2 separate regions of the Bos taurus genome follow, and region 2 is linked to region 1. A link is a contact called in public Hi-C data. All regions are on one chromosome and are shown on one strand. The core of a region is the stretch at or near the end of the contact, and the rest is flanking DNA. Distances in the headings are between cores, read along the strand shown. Region 1 has its middle 24 kb from the start of WNT5B. Region 2 holds the start of CACNA2D4 (calcium voltage-gated channel auxiliary subunit alpha2delta 4).

Evidence for each region. A called contact is a pair of places that touch in the nucleus more often than the background predicts.
Region 2: a contact with region 1 is called in a Hi-C map of an unstated tissue, with 5 times the contacts expected there. A contact is called at or near these places in 3 of 11 Hi-C or Micro-C datasets (blastocyst, liver and an unstated tissue).

What each region holds. Positions count from the first base shown.
Region 1 is chr5:108,161,374-108,164,005 of ARS-UCD2.0, forward strand. No RefSeq gene overlaps it. Among named protein-coding and RNA genes, the nearest start is that of WNT5B, 24 kb to the left of the region's middle.
Region 2 is chr5:108,297,000-108,299,631 of ARS-UCD2.0, forward strand. It overlaps CACNA2D4 (calcium voltage-gated channel auxiliary subunit alpha2delta 4), which reads right to left and starts at 1,346. Exons shown (of 40, transcript XM_059887280.1): 1 at 1,297-1,346; 2 at 836-946. The coding sequence starts at 1,346.

The DNA.
Region 1 (2,632 bases), core at 73-2,572:
CCACTTTCACTTTCATCAAGAGGCTTTTGAGTCCCTCTTCACTTTCTGCCATAAAGGTGGTTTCATCTGCATATCTGAGGTCATTGATATTTCTCCCAGCAATCTTGATTCCAGCTTGTGCTTCTTCCAGTCCAGCATTTCTCATGATGTACTCTGCATAGAAGTTAAATAAGCAGGGTGACAATATACAGCCTTGACGTACTCCTTTTCCTATTTGGAACCAGTCTGTTGTTCCATGTCCAGTTCTAACCGTTGCTTCCTGACCTGTGTACAGATTTCTCAAGAGGCAGGTCAGGTGGTCTGGTATTCCCATCTCTTTCAGAATTTTCCACAATTTATTGTGATCCACACAGTCAAAGGCTTTGGCATAGTCAGTAAAGCAGAAATAGATGTTTTTCTGGAACTCTCTTGTTTTTCCCATGATCCAGCAGATGTTGGCAATTCGATCTCTGGTTCCTCATCCTTTTGATGAGTAAAGATGAGCAAATTTGATGTGTTGTTGTGTGGGAGATGAAGGGAAGAAACAGGTCCTCCATGCATTGCTACTGGGAGCAAAAAGTAGCACCACTTCCTCAGAACAATCTATCAAAATGTAAAAGGCACATATCCTGGGATTTCCATGGTGGCACAGTTGTTAAGACTCTATGCTTCCAGTGAAGAGGGCAACAGGTTCAGTTCCTGGATGGGAAACTAAGATCCTACATGTGCTGGGGTTGCCAAAAATAAACAAATTAATATAAATTAAAATTTGAAAAGTAAACTAAAAATAAAATGCTCGTATGCTTTGATCCAGTGACGGCACTTCTACAAGTTTATCCTATTCATATGTTCACATGTGTGTACAAAAATGTATGTGCAAGAAGTTTCCTGTGGCATTATCTGGGGAGTAAAAGTCTGAAAGAACCTAAGTGCCTGTCAGTGGGAATGGGTATTAAACATGGTTATTATGTGAACTGGAAAATCACACAAAGTGATACTACGTGTTGTTCACAGCCATATATAAATTTGCATGTGAAACATACAAAATTACTGAAAGAAATAAGTGACAGTGTTCAGCTCTGGGGTAAGGAGCTGAGAAGAGGATTGTCTGTGAAGGTTACAGCATATTTCAACTTTATCTGTAACATTTTACTTCTTTTATATAAGGGAAAAAAGGAAACAGCAAAGATGAGTTTTTATCAGCGCTGGGTGGTGGGAGCTTTTCATATTACACGCTGACTTTTATGTACTTTTTCAAAGAGCACAATTCAGAGCATTGGGCATGAGGTGAAATCTTTCGTGTAAAAAGACACCCACGTGCTTGTTACCTGTGAACGTCTCTGGACAGACGACGGCTGGGAGGGGACCAGGATGTGGGCTCGGGGTGGGGAGGGGCTTATTTTCACCACACGCTGCTCCTGTGTGTGTATTTAACCATTTGAGCATACTACTTACAAATAATAATTACAAAGAGCAAGCAAACAAACAGCACGTTTTAAGAGCCTGTTGTACTTGGAGAGGAAGGTGAGCAGAGGCCTGCCCTCCTCGGGTTCCTGATGGGGGAAGACAGTTCCGGCCCTCCATCCTCATAGTCACAGCTCGGGTCCTACTGAGAGCCGTGTGTGCTAAGTCACTTCAGTTGCGTCCAGCTCTTTTCGACCCTATGGACTGTAACCTGCAAGGTTCCTTTGTCCTTGGGACTCTCCAGGCAAGAATACTGGAGTGGGTTGCCTTGCCCTCCTCCAGGGGATCCTCCCAACCCGGGCATGGAACCCGCATCTCTTATGCCTCTCGCATTAGCAGGTGCGTTCTTCACCACTAGCGCCACCTGGGAAGCCCTTAGCAGTGAGAGCATCGAGCAGCTGATTTTTTGTTTTCTTTTATTTTTTGGCCACACTGTACGGCAGATGGGGTCTCAGTTCCCCAGCCAGGGATGGAACCCGTGCCCCCTGAAGTGGAAGCACAGAGTCCTAACCACTAGACCACCAGGAAATTCTCAGGAGTAGCTGTTAACACTCCAATCGTGAGGTGGACAGGCAGGAAAAAACACTGGAAAATGTCCACTCTGGCAAAGGTATTTAAGTATACCTTAGGGTGGTGAGAGGGAAGCCCCTGGGCCAAGCACACTTAGTTGGTTGTCTGTTTTCAGTGTCAGAGTCCCCAGCAGGAAAACAAAAGAGTCGAGCTGATGGAAGACGAGCTGTGAACTCACAACACAAAGGATCCCTGCAGCGACTGTGCTGAGAAGGCAGTCCCAGCAGGACAGGTCTGAGGGAGTCTGCCTCTCCCAGGTCCCCAGAGGAGTCACCTTCACAAAGGCAGAAAGTGGATGGAGGTCCCGGCGCTGAGGTCGGGGAAGCTGGTGCTTCATGTGGATACAGTTACAGTTTCAGTTTCGAGACGATGAAAAGGCCCTGGGGGCAGACGGTGGTGACGGCTGTAAAAGCCTGTGAGCGTCCCTGGTGTAGCCAAGCTATGCACGTATAGACGGTTAAAATGGTAAATGTTATCTCGTGAGCCTGCATGCTCATCCCTCAGTCGTGCTCAACTCTGTGCGACCCCATGGACTGTAGCCTGCCTGACACCTCTGTCCAGGGGATCTTCCAGGCAAGAATACTGGAGTGGGTTGCCATTTCCTTCTCCGGGGGATCTT
Region 2 (2,632 bases), core at 96-2,595, 140 kb after region 1:
AGGCCAAGCCTCTGAGCTGTGTCTGGGAGGTTGGGGCCACAGGCAGGTGACAAAGTAGAGGTGGGACCCTCTCCGTGGGGACAGTGAACTGCAAACCTCATGCTCGGCTCAGCCCCACACAAACCCTGGGCATCCATGGGCTGCAGGGCCCCCTTCTGTAAGGCCAAGGCTGACAGCAATCTGACTCGTGCTGGGCTCAGGTGTGATGAACAGGTAGCCCCTTTAGTCCAGGATGTTCTGCACCCATCCCAACTGGAACTGTATTTAACGGAGCCACCAGAACTGAGCACTAAAGACCAGACAGCCCCAGGGAGCCACACAGTACTTTATACACAGTTGTGAATGACTGGAAACTTCCCTGGAGCTGCTCTTAGTGACAGAATGTAGGACTGGGGCCAAGAGGGAGGCAGACAGGTGTAAAAAGGGAATGGGGAACCCCCCTTCACTCCCCCTGACTCCTGGCTGCACAGGTGGTGGTCAGTTTAGGCCTGTTTACCCTCATAATGTCGAGATGTGGGTTTCCTGGCAAATCCTTGGGGGAGCCTGATGGTCACTTCCAGCAACTCAGCTCCCACTCCAACCTCTCATCCTGCGATCACCCCGCAGGTGCTGGGGGTGCCAGGAGTCGTGGGGGCTTCCATGATCAGGTCTGGGGAGGGGTAGGGGTGGGGCCCCAAATGGCTGAGATTTGGGGAAGAGAAGTTCACAGGGGAAATGGACAGGGGGACTGGGTGGCCGAGCCCCAGGGGATCTGGAGGGGGGCGAGGACTGAGATGGGCTGGGGAGGAGAGGGGGGAAAGGGTATCTGGGGCGGGGGGCTGGCCTCGAGGCTTACGTTTCCACAGGGATCCTGACCTGCCCCCGTGTGGGGGACAGGGACGTGCTGGACAGCAGACACAGGAGGATCGCCGTCTTCCGCAGGGAGGCCCAGGTCACAGGGATGGGGCTGGGGTCTGTGTGGTTGCTGGGGGGCCCAGGCATGGTGCCCATGTGGGATGAGGCTGGGGAGCAGCCTCAGACCCTGAGCTTTGTCTGCCCAGACCCCTCGCACGGCCCACACCTTCTGCTTCTGGGTCTGGACAAGCCTGTGGTTCCCCAGCTTCCAGTAGGGTCCTGGCTGCAGTGTCTGTGCGTAAGGAGGGGGCTCCCCTGTCTGTCTCGCAGAGGGGTGGCCCCACCTGAGCAGCAGGCTCCCAGGAGAGGGGCTGACTGGAGAGGCTGGAACAGAATGAGCCAGTTAATCCGCCGGCCTCTTCTCTAATCCCCGCCCGGCAGCAGGAGGGTGGAGTCAGGGACCTCAGTGGGATTATCCTGGTTTCAGAAGTGGGGGCCAGCTCACCACGCATGAGCCTCAGTCTCCCGCGTCACAGAGGCAGACCAGTCTCTGGACCCAGGAGACGACAGAGCGACCCTGACCCTGTGATGAATCTGCTCCTGAAAGCTCAGAGCCATCCTGGGACCCATGTGAGCATCCCCGTTTGCTCAGGGAGGCGAGGGGACAGGGTGTCTCTACGTGGGCTCCCACGTCCAGCCTGCTGCCTTTGGCCAGGTCACAGGTAATGTCCACAGCCAATGGCCCCAAGTCCTCCACGTCTCACCTGGTTCTAGGTCGGGGACCCATTTTCTGGGAAGCTCCAGCCCCCCGCCCCCGCCCTCCCCACCCCTTGCACAGATCCAGCCCCTAATGCACGTCCAGCCACTGCTGGTCAAGGCCTATGTCCATCTGCATCTCAGGTCCTCTGTCTGACTTCCCCCATCCTAGGTGGAGCTGGGGGGGACTGTGGGCCACAGGGGTTCAGCCGAGAGGAAGCCAAGCAGGGATACTGCCGGGGTCCAGCCCCGGTGGATCTAGGGAATTCGAAGCGGGGACGGCGTCGGCGAGGATCAGGAAACAATTGCTTAATTAAACGTTAATTAAGGATATAAAGAGTAATAGAATGAGGATAGCTCAGTGAGGAAATTCAGTGGAGAAAAGAGGCTGAAATAAGGATAACTCAGTGAGGAAATTCAGTGGAGAAAAGAGGCTGAATAATTCAGCCAGAAGGTAAGAGAAAGAACGACATGTTGAGACCAAGTTTCGGTGAACAAGGCCCGCACTTTTTTCCAAAGTTGTTTTTATACCTTAAGTTATGCATAGAGGATAATGGGGGAAGGGGTAGAGTCATGCAGTAAGCCAGGCTTTCTTCCTGCAAACTTATCATATGCAAAAGTTTAGGTGATTTGCATCATCTTCTGGCCCGGAGGCCTTTTTCTCTAAAGGTGATTATTCTAAAGTCAGGCGCCAGCCTCCAAAAAGCATTAGATAAAGTTGCATTCCTACAGAGCAAAGGTGTGGTGGGCTATAACAAGAAAAAGAATTAACTCAAGGGTCCCAGGTTACAAACATTAAAGCTACTACTTACACCAATTATATTAATCAATACACTGCCAGGGACACAGCAGGTAAGGGATATGGAGACTTAGCAGCAAACATTGGCCCAACAAGTGAAACTCCCTTCACCAATACAATTTCTAATCAATCTTTTAACTGCTCAAAGGAATCTGTATTTAGACAGTTTAGAACATCTCGTGCCTCTCACAGTTTGGAGGCTCTGAGCAATCACATGTGGCCAGAAAAACCTATTCAGGCAGG